Linked DNA regions of Urocitellus parryii: regions 1 and 3 are each linked to region 2. A link is a contact called in public Hi-C data. All regions are on one chromosome and are shown on one strand. The core of a region is the stretch at or near the end of the contact, and the rest is flanking DNA. Distances in the headings are between cores, read along the strand shown.

Region 1 (2,700 bases), core at 43-2,542, 390 kb after region 2:
TGAGCTCTCCTTTTTTGTATCTCAGAATGTTCCTATTCTCTAAAACCAATACCATCAAGTTTTATATGTCTTGAAAATCTGAATAAATGATGGCAATTAGAAAATCTTTGGCTTTTAGAGAATACCATTTCAAATAGTGTACACCAGTGATACCTAACAGAACTTGCTGCAATGACATAAATGTTTTGTATTGTGCTGGATACCCAGAAGCCTCTGACAACATGTAGTTACTGTGCATTTGAAATGTGGCTAGTGGCTGGGTGTAGTGGTGCAGGCCTACAATCCCAAGTACTGGAGGCTGAAGCAAATTACACACACTAGCCTAGGCAACTAAGACCCTATGTCAAAATAAAAAAATAAAAAGGATTGGGAATGTAGCTCCTCCCTCCCCAGTTTGGCAAAATAAAATAAAATATAGAACATGGCAGGAAGACAGCAAAGGGAAATAAATGAGCAGTTGTAAAGACTAAAAAGATTAGGGTAGCAACATCAGGGACACTCCAAAAGAAATACAAGCAGGTGGCAAAAAATCAACACTATGACCACCACAACTGATAGAATAAAAATGATGTCCTCATGAATGCAGTTGCAATCATTTCACATATCGTGCCTGTTACATAGTTGCTACACACCTACTTCGTGCCTACAAACTGTGCAGGGTGCTGGAATACAGACTGGAAGCACTTAACTCCAGATTCCTCTCCCACTGGCAGAAAGAGAAAGTTTCAGAGGAAATTTAGGAACGACAAGAAAAGTAGCAACACGAAAAACTGGCAGAGGCATGCCGATATCCACTGCTGTCTTGGTGCGTTCGTTATAGGAATGAATCAAAAAAAAAAAAATTAAAAAGAACTTCTAGACACCAGCGAGGAAGAATATATCTCACTCACTAGTTCCCAACTCAAGCCCCAGAAGCCCACTCCGTCACGCCCACCGCTGCCACCCTCGCCTTTCCCACAACAGGAGTAGCGCACACAATCCGGGCAGAAGAGCGACTTGGGGGCGGCGGCAGCAGCACCCGCACGCAGACCCGCCCGCCGCGGCCTCGCCCGGGCTCCAGCTCGCAGGCTGGAGTGCCCGCCAGCCACAGCGCCCACCCTCTAGCCCAACCAACCGGCGTTCACGCCTGCTGAGGACTAAACCGAGCTGCCACCGCGGGCCAGCGCTTCCCCCTAGCCACACGCGAAACCGCACGGTCTCAACTCCCGCCCCACCGCGCACCTTATGACTGCGAGGGCGGCCGCCGCCGCGAGGCATCTCCACGCGCGCCGCCTCCCTCCTCTCGCTGGTACCGCCCCCCCGAACGCGCGCGCGCAGATTCCCAGTCGGCACGCCTCACTGCGCGCTGCGATTGGTGGGCGTTCGAGCGCAGGGCGGGGCTTCCTGGCGTCCCGGCGCTTTCCGGGGAGCTACTGGGCGTCCGGCAGGGGTACTTTATTTCGGGAGGGGGAAGCGTTGGCGGCGCTGCTTCTCGAACTTCTTTCCCGGCTCTGAGTCCGAAGCGTCTGGAGCCCGTCGTTGGCGAACCGCTGCGCTCACCGTTGGGTTTCTTAGAAGAGAGCTTGCAGACAGGATCGTGCAGTGTTGACTTACGAATTGTGTTGTCTGGCCCAAACTAACCTTAAGTAAACATAAAATGAAAACCCCAAGTAAGCTGTGCCTTGAATAATCATTCTTAAGGAGCAGCTGTAGCTGTTAGTGTATTGGGGGGTGTTATTTCCCGATATATTGGGGCGAGGGAAAGAAACAACTTCCAAATATTAAAGAGTAGAGAATCTTCAATTTATGAGACGTCAAAATCAAAGAGACTTGTTAAAACACGGGCCTCTGGATTTCCCGAGTCCTGTAGGTCTGGCATATGGCCATAGAACTTGTAGATTTCTAACAAGTTCCCAGATGCTGTTCCAGGGATCCCTCTAGAAGTGAATATACTGGTGTCTCAACACTTTCAGAAATAGTCTTGAAACTAAACACAATGGGAAGGAGGCCTGGGACTGAGTAAAAACAAAATTAGGTTTGTTTAAAGTCTGAATAGGAAGATTCTGTAAAGAAGTTATTCGTTGTAGAAAAAACTAAATTGATAATTTTTAAAAATTGAGAAAGTGTCTGCCTAGGGAGGAGGAAAGGATTCTTACAAAGTTGTATTCTCAAATGGGACATAACTTCCCTATGTTCCTATGTGAATATGCCACCAGTGAAACTCCACATCATGCACAACCACAAGAATGGGATCCTAATTACAAGTATATATGTATAATAATATGTCAAAATATGATCTGTATGTCAAAATACACGGTACTATCATGTATATATAAAAAGAATGAATAAAAATTTAAAAAGTTATATTTTTAAAAATATGCAGAAATGGAGTTTAGTCTGCTTTAAAAGCACTTTTTCGTATACCTCAAAGAAGACATTCTTTGGTGGTGTTTCACACTCTCCATCTTTTTGCCTGGTCCTCATTCTTCATTATCTCCTGTTTGAAATCCTTTTATATAGTACTCACTCTAAAATAGTTTTAAAAAATGAAAGAAAAAAGTGTTAGCTTTAGCATGACATTGTTGTTATACTAATACTATCAGCACTTCCCAATATAAACCAGATACTAAAACTATTTTGGGTTTGAGACTACTGAGACTCAACCAAGAAAAGAGATTTGCCATTGCTGCCTCAAACTAGGCCTTTCCATCTTACTGTGTG
Region 2 (2,700 bases), core at 115-2,614:
AGATCTCCATCAGAACAATGATTTAAAAATGGATTTGACCAGAAATATTTGCCTCAGGAACAAACCCCATCCTGTTTTTTTTTTTTTTTTTTTTTTTGAGATGGTATGTGTGTGTGTCTAACTATGCTGCCAGATTTGGTCTGGGATTCTGGGCTCAAGTGATCTTTTCGCCTCAGCTTACAGAATAGCTGGGACTACAAGTGCATGCCACCTCGCCCGGATTTTACTTCAACTTTTCACGCATTCATTTTACAACATAAGAAGCAATAACAACTTAATACCCCATTACAACTACTGGAGTAGAACTTATCTTTCTCCCAAATGGGACCAGTACTATAGATCAAGAGCACCTCTTGAATTTAATAGGGAAATGAGTCTGGAACTGGAAAGAGGGCTAAAGCAAGAGAGCACCACAAGGTGGCACTGTTTCAGTAGACCTGCAAAAAACCCGACAGCGCCCAGGGAGCTCTCAGGAAGCCCCCAGGGAGCGCTAGTGCTTTGGGGGCTTGGGAAGGGCGGCAGGCCCTCTGCTCCAAGGAAGGACTGAATTTAGGATGGTTGGTGGTCCAGACGTGGCGTTGTGACCGCACTCTCCTATCGGCTCTGCTATTATGAATGGTATCGAGGAGGTCCTGCTGTCCCCAGGAAGCATCGGTTGCATGGCTGAGCCTCTGTCCCTAGGGCCAGCTGGGCCCCAGGATCTCCGAGCAAGGCGGCTAGAGCGGGCCCCAAATTCCCTGAAACGTGGGTGATGAGAAGCAGCCTCCCTCTGCGCGCTTGCGCTTGCTGCGCGCCACCAGAGTGGCTAAAAATGAGTTCCTGCGCCTCATTTCCCCAGCGTGGGTCTCCACATCTGGGCCCTCGGCGTGGGCGCCTGGGTGAGGGTCTCTTGCGCCAATCCGAAGCCGGAGACCCTTGGAGACCTTTGGCCGCACGAAGCCCTACCGCCCGGTTCTCTCTTCTCTGGAGACCAGAGGCGACCCAGGATGAACACAATCCGGGGCCAAGTCCTGGTTTTAATTTTACTCCCAGTGGCGAGGAACTAGGAAGCTCCAAACCCCACAAACAGGAAGGAGGGAAGGCCCTGGAGAGCGGGCAGTAGGAGGGCGATTCCCAGCAGCGCGACTCGGGATGGGCCAGGGGCGGGGGCGGGGGCAGAAACGCGCATCCCATCCCCCACGTGCCGGCGAGAGGGTCCCGGGAACGCGACCGGGTTGTTGGAGCAGCCGGGAGAGGGGCACGCCAGCGGACAGCTGGGGGACGGCGCCGGGGCCGGGGGCCAGGGGCGGAGGCTCCCCCAGGGCCCCCGCCCATCGCCCCCGCGGCCCCGGGGCGCCCTCGCTGTGCCGTAGCCGGGGCGGGGCGTGCGCGTCAGCCCCGGCTAGAAAAGGCGGCGGGGTCGGCCCAGCGAGGTGACAGCAGCACTTAGACGCCAAGTCTGGCCCGACGCCGCCATGAGCGCCGCGCTCTTCAGCCTGGACGGCCCAGCGCGCGGCGCGCCCTGGCCCGCGGAGCCCGCGCCCTTCTACGAGCCAGGCCGGGCGGGCAAGCCGGTACGCGGGGCCGAGCCCGGGGCCCTGGGGGAGCCGGGCGCCGCCGCCCCTGCCATGTACGACGACGAGAGCGCCATCGACTTCAGCGCCTACATCGACTCCATGGCAGCCGTGCCCACCTTGGAGCTGTGCCACGACGAGCTCTTCGCGGACCTCTTCAACAGCAACCATAAGGCGGGCGGCGCGGGCGGCGCGGGCGGCGCGGGCGGCCTGGAGCTACTGCCCGGCGGCCCCGCGCGGCCGCCCGGCCCGGGCCCCGCTGTCCCGCGCCCGCTCAAGCGGGAACCTGACTGGGGCGACAGTGACGCGCCCGGCTCGTTGCTGCCCGCGCAGGTGGCCGCGTGCGCGCAGACGGTGGTGAGCCTGGCGACCTCCGCGCAACCCACACCGCCCACGTCTCCGGAGCCGCCGCGAAGCAGCCCGGGTCCGAGCCCGGCGCCCGGTCCTGCCCGAGAAAAAGGCTCCGGCAAGAGGGGCCCCGACCGCGGCAGCCCGGAGTACCGACAGCGACGCGAGCGCAACAACATCGCGGTGCGCAAGAGTCGCGACAAGGCCAAGCGACGCAACCAGGAGATGCAGCAGAAGCTGGTGGAGTTGTCGGCGGAGAACGAGAAACTGCACCAGCGCGTGGAGCAGCTCACGCGGGACCTGGCCGGCCTCCGGCAGTTCTTCAAACAGCTGCCCAGCCCGTCCTTCCTGTCGTCCGCCGGGGCCGCCGACTGCCGGTAACGCGCGGCCAGGGCCGGGAGAGACTCACCAACGACCGATACCTCAGAATCTACGGGCCCGGAGTGGAGCGCGCCCCAGCCCGGCGCCGCGAGAGTCGCCCGGCGCCTGCTGCAGTTTCTTTGGGACATGTGAGTGAAAGGAAGCTACAGCCTGGACTTACAGTCACTGAACTGCGAGAGAAGCTATACGTGTTTATTTTCCCTTAAATTATTTTTATAATGGTAGCTTTTTCTACATCTTACTCTTATTGAAGCAGCTAAGGTACATTTGTAAAAAAACAAAAACCCTTTCAAACAAAACCTTTGTATTGTAGATAAGAGGAAAAGACTGAGCATGATCACTTTTTATATTAATTTTTACAACATTTGTAAGAATAAAGAAGCATTTAAAATCGCCCCTGCTTCATATATTCGCAATG
Region 3 (2,700 bases), core at 34-2,533, 350 kb after region 2:
GAAATCAAATAGTAAAGACACTCCATACAAACAGTAACTATAAGAGAGAAGAGAGGGGCCATACTAATACCAGAAAAAAAAAAAAGACTTGAATCAAAAAAGGTTATGAGAGATAAAGAAGTACATATATATTAAAGAGGTTCAATACGAAAGATATAAAAATTACAAATATTTATGTACCTAATAAGAGACCTTAAAATATATAAAGCCAAAACTGGCAGAATTAAAAGGAGAAATGGTTCATAATTATAGTTGATGGAATCAATACCCTCCTCTGTAACAGAACAACCAGACAGAGTAAGGAAATACAGGACTTAACACAATAAACTGACTAGATCTAACACATTTATACAACATTACAACACTGTATCCAACAACAGCATACACATTCTTCTCAAGAGTACAGAGGACAAGTTCCAGGTTAGACTAATTGTTAAGCCACAAATTAAGTCAAAATGTGTCATAAACATACAATAGAATAATATTCAGCCTTAGAAAGGAAGGACATTCTGACGACACAGATTAACCATAAGGACATTATACTAAGTGAAATAAGTCAATCACAAAAAAAGATAACATATGATTCCACTCACATGAGGTAATTAAAGGAGTCATATTCAGAATGACAGAAAGTAGAATGGTGGGTTTCCAGGAGTTGGGGGTCAGGGGAAAATCAGGAGTTATTGGTTAATGGATACAGAGTTTCAGGGGTTTTTTTGTTTTGTTTTGTTTTAATATTTTTAGTTGTAGTTGGATACAATACCTTCATTTTGTGTATTTATTTTTTATGTGGTGCTAAGGATCCAACCCAGGGCCTCATAGATGCTAGGCAAGCGCTCTGGCCCCAGAGTTTCAGTTTTATAAGATAAAAAGAGTTCTGGAGATGGAAGATAATGGTTCCACAGCATTACACAAATATTTCATACCATAACTTTAAAAATAGTCAGATGTAAGGTTTATGTTAGGTGTATTACATAATTAAAAATACTAGAAAACAATTATAAATACTCAGATTTAGAAATACTTAAAAATTTTTGTCAGATGACTTTCCTGTTTTGTTAAAACTTTTCCCCAATTCCTTCTTCTATGAGTTATCAAATAATTTTTCTTCCCCTACTGGTAAAGAGCAAAAAGCAATCATCTGTTTCATAACAATGAAGCCAAACTTCAAACTTACAAACCACATTTGCTTTCTATTTGAAACTGCATGAACCACTACTTCTAAGTCTTTTACTGTGCCAGTCAGCTTCTGTTTACCTTCTTAACAAAAAGCTTGAACCTCATTCTAGTTATCTGATATGTATTATGTCGTTTAGCCTATATTTTCATAGGGATCACTACGTAAAGTGCATGGGAATTACATAACAAAGTTTACCTAAATCTGATTTCCTGCATAGTTCCTAAAAAAAAAAAAAATGTAGGTTACCACAACTGTGTGGTATATCTCTGCTGCCCTCTACAGGAATGATTCTTAGATGACAATGATAAAACAAACTGAAAATCCAGGCAGCAGCACTGTCAACCAACATGGAAAGTCACATCCATAATCAGCTACATTTGTTAAGTATGTTAAAAGACAGTAGTACAGAGAAGTTACTGCCATGGACTTTAGTTCCTTCCATGCTTTCCTTCAAGTAATTCACATGTTACATTCCAAGGAATATAACACAAATCGTTAAACAGAATTTGGCATCAGACTTCATAAATTAAAATCACACTCTGCCATTTACTAGCTGTGCCTCCGTTCCCTCATCTTTCAAAAGGGCTTAATAGTAATATTTACCTCATATATTCGACACTTAGAAAAGTGGTTAACACAGTAAGAACTCACGGTATGGTTAGTAATCTTATTATTGCTATTAGTATTACTTGACACTACAGCAAAATGGTTAGAACCAAAGCTCAGAAGCTAGAATGCCTGAATTAGAATCCTGTATTAGTTAGTATTAGTAGTTTAAAACACAATGAAAATTATTTAATTATCCCCCTCAGAATTCTCATCTGGAAAATAGGGAGGATAAAAACAGCTCCCACCTCACAGAGTTATTTAATGGTAATTAAAAATAGATAAACAGGGCTGGAGATATGGCTCAAGCAGTAACGCACTCGCCTGGCATGCGTGGCGCGCTGGGTTCAATCCTCAGCACCACGTAAAATAAAATAAAGATGTTGTGTCCACCGAAAACTGAAAAATAAATATTAAAAAATTCTCTCTCTCTTCTCTCCCCCCCAAAAAAAGTAGATAAACAAAAATAAATAATTACCAAGTCCAAGGAAAACAAAAAGTTGTGAGAGAAAAATAATAATTGAAAGATCAACAGAAAATTTTAGATCATGGCATGCTTCTTAGCCTGCTTACAAATAATTAATTCCAGAACAGATAAGAAGGCATGAATACAAAGATAAGAACAATTAAGGAAACACCACCAAAGGCTCAAAATAAAGCACAAGTAACTTGCCCTAGAGACAATGAAGTAATATTTCCAAAACTTCAAAGAAAAATTATTCTCAATCAAAAATTCTGTACAAGTTTTCAATTATATACCAATGTATGATAAAAACATCTTCAGACATGCATTCTCAAAAATATTATCTTCTGTAAATCATTTCTGAAAGCCACTGGAAGATGTGTTCAACCAAGGCAAGGATGAAAACATAAAATATAGGATAAAAATGGAGCTCTACACAGGAGAGAAGTAA

What was found. A called contact is a pair of places that touch in the nucleus more often than the background predicts.
Region 1: a Hi-C map of liver shows a contact between it and region 2, with 5 times the contacts expected there. The contact joins the promoter of Spidr here to the promoter of Cebpd in region 2. A contact is called at or near these places in 2 of 2 Hi-C or Micro-C datasets (liver and muscle).
Region 3: a contact with region 2 is called in a Hi-C map of muscle, with 7 times the contacts expected there. The contact joins the promoter of LOC113187427 here to the promoter of Cebpd in region 2. A contact is called at or near these places in 2 of 2 Hi-C or Micro-C datasets (liver and muscle).

What each region holds. Positions count from the first base shown.
Region 1 is chr7:81,443,637-81,446,336 of mUroPar1.hap1, forward strand. Spidr (scaffold protein involved in DNA repair) reads right to left here and starts at 1,293. Exons shown (of 20, transcript XM_026395186.2): 1 at 1,222-1,293. The coding sequence starts at 1,257.
Region 2 is chr7:81,049,526-81,052,225 of mUroPar1.hap1, forward strand. It overlaps Cebpd (CCAAT enhancer binding protein delta), which reads left to right and starts at 1,365. Exons shown (of 1, transcript XM_026395188.2): 1 at 1,365-2,377. The coding sequence starts at 1,455. The coding sequence ends at 2,282. LOC144255712 (a long non-coding RNA gene) reads left to right here and starts at 2,682. Exons shown (of 4, transcript XR_013343897.1): 1 at 2,682-2,700.
Region 3 is chr7:81,398,957-81,401,656 of mUroPar1.hap1, forward strand. LOC113187427 (dual specificity protein phosphatase 18-like) reads right to left here and starts at 1,284. Exons shown (of 3, transcript XM_026395202.2): 1 at 1,258-1,284. The coding sequence starts at 1,284. The region is part of intron 5 of Spidr (scaffold protein involved in DNA repair); the gene reads right to left.